Regions from separate parts of the Sus scrofa genome. Here regions 1 and 3 are each linked to region 2. A link is a contact called in public HiChIP or PLAC-seq data. All regions are on one chromosome and are shown on one strand. Each heading gives the region's core, a stretch centred on a gene start, on an enhancer-like site or on the middle of the called end of the contact. The rest is flanking DNA. Distances are from core to core; before and after follow the strand shown. Region 1 overlaps CDK14 (cyclin-dependent kinase 14). Region 2 overlaps CDK14 (cyclin-dependent kinase 14). Region 3 overlaps CDK14 (cyclin-dependent kinase 14).

What was found. HiChIP or PLAC-seq counts read pairs in DNA pulled down with a chosen protein or histone mark.
Region 1: an H3K27ac HiChIP or PLAC-seq map of alveolar macrophages shows a contact between it and region 2. The contact joins two enhancer-like sites. A contact is called at or near these places in 2 of 47 Hi-C or Micro-C datasets (brain and embryonic fibroblasts) and 1 of 2 datasets of contacts at active chromatin or transcription factors (alveolar macrophages).
Region 3: a contact with region 2 is called in an H3K27ac HiChIP or PLAC-seq map of alveolar macrophages. The contact joins two enhancer-like sites. A contact is called at or near these places in 1 of 47 Hi-C or Micro-C datasets (embryonic fibroblasts) and 1 of 2 datasets of contacts at active chromatin or transcription factors (alveolar macrophages).

What each region holds. Positions count from the first base shown.
Region 1 is chr9:70,694,890-70,698,669 of Sscrofa11.1, reverse strand. All of the region lies in intron 2 of CDK14 (cyclin-dependent kinase 14), which reads right to left. Among named protein-coding and RNA genes, the nearest start is that of CDK14, 19 kb to the right of the region's middle. Within about 2 kb of position 2,424, at least 30 of the 83 cell types and tissues checked have an H3K27ac peak or open chromatin away from gene starts, as enhancers often do. A contact at or near this core is called in alveolar macrophages, where this site is marked.
Region 2 is chr9:71,129,473-71,132,761 of Sscrofa11.1, reverse strand. The region is part of intron 10 of CDK14 (cyclin-dependent kinase 14); the gene reads right to left. Among named protein-coding and RNA genes, the nearest start is that of FZD1, 220 kb to the left of the region's middle. Within about 2 kb of position 1,966, at least 7 of the 83 cell types and tissues checked have an H3K27ac peak or open chromatin away from gene starts, as enhancers often do. A contact at or near this core is called in alveolar macrophages, where this site is marked.
Region 3 is chr9:70,837,840-70,841,469 of Sscrofa11.1, reverse strand. All of the region lies in intron 4 of CDK14 (cyclin-dependent kinase 14), which reads right to left. Among named protein-coding and RNA genes, the nearest start is that of CDK14, 160 kb to the right of the region's middle. Within about 2 kb of position 1,994, at least 5 of the 83 cell types and tissues checked have an H3K27ac peak or open chromatin away from gene starts, as enhancers often do. A contact at or near this core is called in alveolar macrophages, where this site is marked.

The DNA.
Region 1 (3,780 bases), core at 1,175-3,674, 430 kb after region 2:
CAAGGGCTGACTGTAAACACCTGATGCACAAATCTCTGATTAGGTAAGTATCATGACAAGAAAGATATCTGGGGAAGGCTGGGGTGGACGAGTAAGAGACGAACAGTAAGACCATTTAAGAGGTTACTGAGGAGTCTCCCTCACGGTTTAGTGGAAACTGACTAGTATCCAAGAGGACACACAGGTTCAATCCTTGGCCTAGGTGGGTTAAGGATCTGGTATTGCTATGAACTGTGGTGTAGGTCACAGATGCAGCTCAGATCCTGAGTTGCTGTGGCTGTGGTGTTAGGCCAGCAGCTGCAGCTCCAATTCAACCCCTAGCCTGGGAACCCCCATATACTGTGAACACAGCCTTAAAAAGCCAAAAAAAAAAAAAAAGAAGTTATTGAGATAAAAGAGGTAAAAGTGATAAAAGTCCTGCAGAGGTGGCAGTTGGAATGACAATAAAGACACCAAAATAGGAGATGACTGATTGATAAGGGTGGAAAGACAGACAAAAATTGATGATGAAAGGTCTTGAAAGTCAAGCTAGGAGTTTGGACTTGAACTTGCAACTGACAGGGAGCTTTTAAAGTACTAAGCAGAAGAGCATGCTTTGTTATTTCAGCTCCGTCACTCTGTTGGAACAGGAGGCAAGCTGTGGGCAGGGATGGCGTTAGAAGACCACCACAGCCCAGGCAGGAAAGGACGAGGCTGAATGTGAACCTCAGCAGCAGGAATGGGCAGGACAGGAGGAACAAGAACCAAGTCAAAGCTTGAAGGTGGAGCTTGGAAGAAGTTCATGATGGTGTCAGGTTTTTGCCTTGGAAAATCTGTGAAAGCCAATCATGTGAAAGGAAAGAGGAAAGGTGCATGTTCAGAGAATGTAAGAATCAGTAATGCAGATCACCCTTGAACAACTCAGGGGTGAGGGGTATCAATCCTCCATGAAGTCAAAAATTTGAGTCTAACAGTTGGCCCTCTATATCCACAGTTCTACATCCACAAATGGAACCAACTGCATTTGCTAGAAAAAATTCACGGATGAGCCCATCTGTGCAGTTCAAACCCATGAGATTGTTCAAGGGTCAACTGCATTTCGTGTGCACTGAGATCAAGGTGTCTATAAGATACAGAGGCAGAAACATCTAATGGGCAGCCAGATATCTGGGGATGGAGTTCCCAACAGAAAGCTGAGGCAGCCACGCTGATGTAAATACAATAACAGAGTAGCCAGAAGCAAGGGACAGACCAACTACCCCAGGAGAGCATGAAAAAGTGATCACAGAGTACAGGGGTTTCCATTATGATGGAAGCGATAGGGAAGACCCAGCCATGCTCAGAACCTCTGGTGAAATATCTGTAAAAGCCAAGAGACAAGAAACACAGAGGCAAAAGGAAAGAATCAATTATACAAGCTTCCAGAGTGGAAAGGAGGGAAAGGAATTAAGAGGATAAGAGGAGGAACTAGCCCAGAACAGAATAAAAGACCCATTCTTCTCTCAGGTGGTGGGGAAAAAAAAAAGGAAGATTGGAGAAAATGAAGGTACATGTGCAGACAAGGGGCTGATGTCTAATATTATTAAGTGTTCTAAGAAGCTGGAAGGTGTTGTCTGTTGAACTGTATCTATCAAAATTTCTTATGTTTAAGTCTTAAGTGACCACAGTGCCTCTGAATGTGATCTCATTCAAAAACAGGGGCACTGCCGATATAATCAGTTATTATCAAGATGAGGGAGTTCCCGTCGTGGCGCAGTGGTTAACGAATCCGACTAGGAACCATGAGGTTGCGGGTTCGGTCCCTGCCCTTGCTCAGTGGGTTGACGATCCGGCGTTGCCGTGAGCTGTAGTGTAGGTTGCAGACGCGGCTCGGATCCCGCGTTGCTGTGGCTCTGGCGTAGGCCGGTGGCTACAGCTCCGATTCGACCCCTAGCCTGGGAACCTCCATATGCCACGGGAGCGGCCCAAAGAAATAGCAAAAAGACAAAAAAAAAAAAAAAAAAGATGAGGTCACACTGGAGGAGGGTGAGCCCCTAATTCAACATGATTGATGCCCTTATGAAACAGGGAAGTTGGGATACACAGACACTCACTGAACGGAGACAATGTGAAAACACACAGACGAGGTGACCTAGAATAGATCCTGCCCTCACAGCCCTCAGAAGAAACCAAACCTGCCAACACTTTGATTTCAGACTTCTGGTCTTCAGAAATGTCAGGCAGTAAATGTCTGTTGTTTAAGCCACCGAGTCTGCGGTATTTCTCTATGGCACCTCTAGCAAATTAATAGAGAGGGAAAGTCATCTAGGAAAGGAAGGAGGCGTGGGGGCGGGTGGCTAGAAGGTTTGAGGGGAATGGAAATGTTTCGACAGGAAACAGGCCAGCCGAACAGGGCAAGACTCTGCACAGCTGCCTCGGGTTCCAGCTAAGGCTGGAGACCAGAGATTTATTTACAGAGTGATTTCCTCAAGCAGCTTTTGGCAGCCACTGGGTAAGAGAGGAAAAGATGCCAGGTCAAAATCGGGAGCTGGTAGAATAGATTACAAGCAAAGTTCAAAGGGGTGAGGCCATGGGGGATACAGTCAAGGGAGTGAAACACCAAGAGAGAAGAGGAAAAGGAAACAAAGGAAGGGGGATGGGCCGTGAGCTGGAAGAACGGGACTGGGCAGGCAGAGCAGGAGTCTCTGGAAACTGGAAGCCAGCAAAGACCAGACAGAAGACAACAAGAAGAGCTAAGGGAGCTAAGGAACGCCTGTTACTGAGATGCAGTATTTTAGATAAGGAAGCCAGGGAAGTCTGAAGCTGGAACACTGAACACAATAAGCACATTATTTACAAGACACTGAGGCCTCCAATAATGAAGACAGGGTGAGAAAAGACCGCAACAGCTCCCCCCACCCTCAAAGGACGGGAAAGAAAGACCAGGAATACCCCCAAATAATATTTGTACCCAATCCCTAGACTCTGGTTCTCATAAAAATCAGTGCCGTATTTATCATCTCCAATATTAGAGTTATATTTTTATACAAAAATAACAAAGAGGGACATGTACTAGAAACTGAGATCCATGTACACTGCCCCCATCTATCTCCCAAAGTTATTATACTAAGCAGATATGAAGCAAATTAACTTACATTCTATACCTTAAGCAGTTATAGACCAGATGTAAAAATGTTAAGATATTTTATATGCTGTGTACACATATTGCTAGGACGCAAAAAATAAAATAGCTGGAAAATGCTAAAGTAAGTATTGGCAGCCCCTTCTACCTCCCAAATATAATAAAAACTGACCAGAACAGAGAATAATCAGAAATAAATGATAAATAATCAGAAAAAATAACCCATTTTTTCCAAACAAATAAGAGCTTAATTATCTGCATTATATAGCAGAAACAAATGAAACTTTTTACATTTCAAAGGTTTCTTTCAATTGCAAAATTGCTGTATTTCTCCTTCAAAGAGCCAAGCATAGTCAACACTCTGTCTGGCAACTTATCTGAGCTAAAATAACAGAGGCATGAAGCATGAACTTCATAACTTTAACCTTTCAAATTACCCACAAGAACAATCCAAGAATCACCATGGCTTCAGGCATTTCAAATTCTTTCTATAAACATAAATTTATACCTAATTGAAGGGCTTTGCTTCCAAATTTCAAAAGGTTTTATGTATGGTAATTTTACGCTAGGGGAGATTATTTTCTAACCTTTTGTAATTTAGGTATCATTATTATTTTAAAGCAAATCATTAAACCAAAAATCAATATTCAAAAATTCTTCTTTCATCCTTCAAACTGGCT
Region 2 (3,289 bases), core at 717-3,216:
AGACAACTAACCAGACTCTAGAAGGAGGTTCTGAGTATAAGGAGCAAGGCTTTTTTTTTTTCATTTTTTCTCATTCAATCTCTATTCCAGAGCGTGTGTGTGTATGTGCTTGCGTGCACATGTGCAAACACACACACACACACACACACACACACACACGGCACTAGTACTAACCTCTTCGGCATTTTCATCAGTGACTTAAAGGAAGATACAAGAAAAATCTTACATTTTCAGCTGATATGAAATGGAAGGGATGTATGATATTCTGATGGCTGAGATAGGAAGAAAAAATGTTTCATCTGAAAGGAGCAACTGGCTGAAGCTAACACCGGGAAACCTAATAGCAATAAACATAATGTCCAGGATTTAGGTTTTACTCATTAATTGCTCAAGATGGGAAGACCCGGCAGGCAATAATTTGTATAAAATAAGACCCAGGGCTTTTAGTTGAGCATAAATTCCATGAGGTCACCTAGTAGAAATTAAAGAAGATGGAGGTGGGCTGACTTGAAGGTGGCCCCTGAGTCCCTGGCTCCTGGTGTTCATGTCCGTCCCCTGGAGTGTGGATGCGACCAGTGACTTCGCTTCTAACCAAAAGAGTAGCTGAAGTGATCAGATGTCACTTCTGTGATTACATCGTGTGAGATGCTGACGCCCATTTTACTAGGAGACTCTTCCCCTTGAGGGCTTCGAGAAAGCAGGTGGTCACGAGAAGGCTGCAAGATAAGGAACTGAGGTGGCCTCAGCCAAGAGTCAGCAGGGACCCGAGGCCCTTGGCCAGCAGCCTGCCAGAAGCTGAATGGGCTTGGGAGCAAATCCCTCTCTAGGACACCCTCACAAAAGATGGCCAGCCCAACTCATACCTTGACTGCAGCCCTGTAAGACCCTGCAGCCGAGCCCCCAGCTAAGCCATGCTTGGTCTCCTGTCCCCCCAGCTATTGTGAGATGGTAAGTGTGTGTTCTGATGCTAAGTTTGTGGTACTGTGATTATGCAGCAGTAAACAACAATGCAGATTTAATCACTGACTCACACCTCTACCAGCCAGGGCCCATCTGGATGGCTGCACCAGCCCCAGGTGACCAGGTGCTGCCTGTGAAGAGGGACAAAAATAAATACAGCAGTCGTCAAAGGATGCACTCAGAAAGGTCAGGGGGTGCTCCCACGTCCCAGGAGGTGGGCTGGACATGTCTACCCTGAGTGAGAAAGAAACGGTTTGGGACAGCACCTTGAGTGGCTCAGGCACCTGTAGTGTTGATGGGGGCCCGGGGGGTAAGGCATTAATAAATGACAAAGGCGGGCAATCCAGGGACTAGAGCTGTATAAACGGGAATTCACGGTTTTATGAGGTCTCATCAGAACCAAGGGTCGGACTGTACATTTTGCATTCGGATAAAATAAGGATCAAATTCTGTTTCTCTAGACACAACTGTCGTGTGCCATAAAAGTCTAAAGTAACGTGGCCACAAAGAGTTTGGGGGATAAGATGAGGTCATGCATTGACATCTACCTCCATTTTTACTTAGCTGTAGCTATAACTTAGGGGGCAGCTAGGGAGAGATGAGGTGATAAGAAAGAGGATATATTAGATGAAAGAGGGTAGAGTAGGTATGAATGAAAGCTTTCCTTCCCTGTTTTCTATCCAAAGTATATGTCAATGTCAGTTATTTTGCAGGGAACCAGCACGCTCAACCGCTATTATCAGAATATCTTGAAGGCAAAATACATGTGGTTTTTTGCATATTATGTGTGTATGTCTGTATTTATAGTTGCTCCATCACTCCTTAGGCCTTACCTAAAGTGCTACCAGACAAGGGGTTATCATGTTCAGACTGTTCATTTTTGGCAGTGACCAAGGGCACACAGGTTGGATGTGGGATTAGAAGAGCTGCTGTTAACAGCTGTGTGATTCCAGGTTAAAGCAGCAAAACCAGTAATGAGATTCTGCAGAGCAGGGAGCTTTACCCAGCATAAGCCAGCAGGGGGAGCCACTGGACTGAGAAAATGAAAAGCTGCGGGGCTTCAGAAAGCTGTTTGACTATTTAATCAGCTGTTCAACTGAAGGTGTTGGATTGAGGGAGATGGTGTTTCCGAAACATCGTGCAGAATTTTTGACATGGCAAAGGTTTAGATGTGAAGGAACCCAAACGCGTAAAGGATGAGGTCTAGAAGATATAGGTCTGGCTTAGTGGTGCTTGGCTGCACCTGGGAAGCATTAAAAAACACAGATTAAATAAAGTACCAAAGACTGGCACCTACCTCAGATACTCTGATTTAACTTTAGTGCAAGGTGCAGGTTAGGTATGTGGAATTTTCCAAACCTCCCCAGTGATTCTAATGTTGCAACAAGGCTGGGCTGGCTGACCAGCCCCATCTAACTAGGCCATCTCTCAGAGGCCCTGGGTTTAGGGAGATGGTATATAGATTTTTTTGTTAAGTCTTTAGCCTGGGTCCAGAGACTACAAAAGACTTTCAGCAGATGAATGAACAAAACAAGTAGCTGGCTGTTAGAGAAATGAGAAGGTAACTAGAAACTAAACGTGAAAACTATTCCAGGTAACACTCTTAACTGCAGTGAGAGCAACTCATTTAAAATATATTTTCCTCCAATGAAATTTTCATTCTTTTCCCTCTCCCTTTCCTCCTACTGTTTCTACTCTCTGTCTCACTAAACCCTGACTCCCTCATTGATTTCATTCTCATTTCCACAGCTTCTCCCTTCTTTCCCCTGAGTGATGTTATTGTGTCAGGGCTTCAGACTGTCAGTCCCCCTGCGGTGCCCTTTGGAAATGTCCCTGCATGTTGTTCAGGAGCCTGAGGGTGGAGGCTGGAGGGGGCGATATTGCCAAGTAACTGCAGCAGAAGTAGGCTGACTGCCTGAAGCAGCAGCACACAATGAAAAAAAATAAATAACCTAGGAAGAGGCATCTGGAGGCTGGAGCACTAGATGCTAAAGCCTTGCTGTTCAAAATGTGGTGCCCAAATTAGCAGCATCACCTGCAGAAAGCAGCTCAGACCCCATTCCCGACCTGATAAATCAGAAGTTATAATTCAACACGAACCCTGGGTAATTCTTGCGCAAACTAAAGTTTCAGAGCACTGCTTTAAAGAATTCATTCTAGGAGCTCCTGCTGTGGCACAGTGGGTTAAGAATCCAACTGCAGTGGCTCGGGTCACTACAGAGGCATGTGTTTGATCCCTGGCCCAGTGCAGTGGGTTAAAGGATCTGGTGTTGCTGCACCTGCGACATAGGTTGAAGCTGAGGCTCAGATTCAATCCTTGGCCTAGGAA
Region 3 (3,630 bases), core at 745-3,244, 290 kb after region 2:
AATAAAATATGGCACAAATGACTCTATCTACAAAACAGAAACAGACCCACAGATATGGAGAACAGACTTGTGGTTGCCGGGGGAGGCGGGGGGTGGCATAGAGTGTGATGGACGGGGAGTTTGGGGTTAGGAGATGCAAACCATTACACTCAGAATGGAGAAGCAATGAGGTCCTACAGTACAGCACAGGGAACTATATCCATCTCTTAGGACAGAACATGATGAAAGATAGTATGAAAAAAAGAATGTACATATATGTATGACTAGGTCACTTAACTATACAGCAGAAATTGGCACAACACTGTAAATCAACTATAATTTTAAAACTGCACAGTAATCCTAATAAGTCAATTTGTCTTAATAGATTTGTGTGAAAAGTCTGGTAACAAAAAGTGAAAATTTCATTCTATGTGATTATAGGACAAGTCCCAAAAGGGAACTCTCCCAAGGAGTCCTATGAACACACACAGCACTGAGGGGGGCTTGATTTAAAAGCACGTGAGGGAGTTCCCATTGTAATGCAGTGGAAACAAATCTGACTAGGAACCATGAGGTTGCAGGTTCAATCCCTGGCCTTGCTCAGTGGGTTAAGGATCCAGCGTTGCCATGAGCTGCAGTGTAGGTCGCAGACTCGGCTCAGATCCCAAGTTGCTGTGGCTCTGGTGTAGGCCTGCAGCTGCAACTCGGATTCGACCCCTAGTCTGGGAACCTCCATATGCCACAGGCGCAGCCCTAAAAAGACAAAGCAAAAAGAAAAAAAGAAAAAGAAACAAAAACATAAAAGCACGTGAGGCTGTAAATTCAATCAGTTGCCACTGGAGAGAACGAGGTCACCTTTCATGCCCTCTTTGAATGAAGAGACATATTTTAAAATACTCTGGTCCACATCATCCTCTCTTCCTTTTGAAGCCCCAGGCCATTGGACCCAGGCCTTTCTCACTTCATTCTATCTTCCTAGAATACACAACCTTCTAACTTACATAGAGTTCTTTATGTATATGGACCATCTCCCTTCAAGACTGTTAAGTTTCCTGAGGGCAGAATCTGTAACTAGGTTGCCTCTTTTTCACGGACAGCATAAAAACAACAAATACTAGTCATTAGTTGAATAAACTCAAAAAATGTTAACAAGTCTCTTAAAGAGCAAAAGTCCTTGGGAAATTGAAAAGATGATTTCAAGGTGCTGAACTAAAGACATTTTTAAATGCCACATGTTTTAAAATGCAGAATATTATACAATGCATGATTTTTTTTAATCCTCTATTAAACACTATAGGGATTTAGAAAACATAATCAGGAAATCAAGCCAGGATAAAGATTAGCAGTGAGAGTGAAGATAAATTGCCTCCCTTCCCCAAATATAAACACACACATGCACAAAGTATTAAGAATCTGGAGAACACTGGTTTCAAAACAAAACAGAACAGAACTATACTCAAATATAAAAATGTGGGAAGCTCAAAGCTTTGTTTTTTTAAGACAACTTACTTATGAGTGTTGTGTGTTGATATGGTCGCAGCTAACCAACCACATTCTTTAGAGGTTCATTACCAAGGGCAACACAGGATAGGAATCTCAGTCAATTTCTCCCCAACCTATGCATCCTTATAGGAATAAGAAACTCAAGAAAATCCAAGAGTAATAAAAAGCCTTTCCACTTCTTCTCAAGTTTCTAAACAATGGCTAATGGCAACTGTATCAAAGTTGACAATCATACAAATCTTTTGATGGGAGGATATATTTTGCTTATATTATTTGAGCCATAAAATGAAAGACGACATACATACCATAAGTAGGAGAGGAAGGAGAACGCTGTCATGAAAACAATGCCAAATCAGTGAGGTTTGAAATTAATGAGTGCTATGGATTGAACTCTGCCCTCCAAAGAAGATATGTTGATGCTCTCACCCCTAATACCTCAGACTGTGACCTTATTGGGAAATAGAGTCTGTACAGAAGTAACCAAGCTAAAATGAGGTCATCACAGAGGGCCCTAATCCAAAATGACTAGTGTTCTTATAAAAAGGGGAAATGTAGATGTGGAGACAAATATGCAGAGAGAGAGAACACCATGTGAACATGAAGAAAGACATCAGGGTGATGCATCTACAAACCAGGAATGCCAAAGACACCAGCACACCACAAAAGCTAGGAAAGGCATGGAACACACTCTCCCTTACAGGACCAGCCCTCAGAAGGAACCAACCCTGCCAACACCTTGATCTTACATCAAGTCTCCAGAATTACAAGATGATAAATTTCTGTGGTTTAAGCCACTCATCTACGGTACTTTGTTTTGGCAGTCCTAGCAAAGTAATACAATGAGTTCTACGGCAAAATCCAAACCTGAAAGCCGTAAATCAGTACACACATCTATATGATACTCACCAATCAAGTATCAGTGGCACCTCTAAAATGCCAGGCAGCTTTACGGCAAGATAACAATAGCAGCTCTTGGGGAAAATGCTAAATGGTTAAAGATGGAGGCAGGGGTGCAGACAGCTATGGAAGAGTGGTAAGAAGTACCGGAACAGGGATCCCAACATTTTGACTCTTTAAATTATGAAGTGCTCTGGGAGACACACCAACAAACTCAGCTCTCAAACATTGCTAGATGGCAGGTAACTGCTGTTCTCTGCCTGACCTTGCCACTGTAAAGCAAATAAGCACAGGCAGCCTGTCATCTCCTAATGCAGGTGAGTGGTCAATGGCTTTCATCTCCAGCTGAAGGAAATTAAATAGTACATGTGACCGGCAAGCTTTAAACTGCTTGAGAATTGCTGGCAAGACTCGCTGAGAGCTGCTGGAGTGAAAAGTATTAACTGTCCAGAACTATCCTTCTCAAGGATTGCAGGTACTTAAAAGGCAGTCTTTCTTTCATTCAGGCATAATAAACCAAGAATGTTTCAACTGTCTCTCAAGATTTTGTCATAAATCTTTTTTCTTTTTCTTTTCTTTCTTTTTTTTTTTTTTTTTTTTTGCTTTTTAGGGCTGCACCTGTGGCATATGGAAGTTCCCAGGCTAGGGGTTGAGTCGGTGCTGCAGCTGCCGGCCTATGCCACAGCCACAGCAATGCCAGATCCAAGCCAGATCTTCGAGCTACACCACAGCTCAGGGCAACAGTGGATTCTTAACCCACTGACTGAGGTCAGAGACCGAACTGAATACTCATGGATACCAGTCAGGTTCGTAATCTGCTGAGCCACAATGGAAACTCCAGATTTTGTCATAAATCTAAACATCTTGCATTTGGAAATCAGCTGAGCACATCTTTGGTGGGAAGACACTTCAAAGTGATTGGTTTATTTTCTTCTAATGAAACAGTAGGTTTGCCTCTGTTTGATCCACAGTTAAAACAAGTCAGAGCATCTGGGTGAACCATCTGGACTCCTCAACAAGGATCTAGTCTTTCCAAGCAAGGCCTTATCCTGTGGAAGCAGTATGTGCAATGGTTAGGAAAAGATGGCTTGAAACCATGTAGACATGAGCCAAACACACTTTGTTGCTAACAATCTGTATGGATCTGGATGCATGACTAAATTTCTCTAAGCAGGAGTTCCTGTCGTGGCGCAGTGGTTAACGAATCCAACTAGGAACCATGAGGTTGTGGGTTCGGTCCCTGCCCTTGCT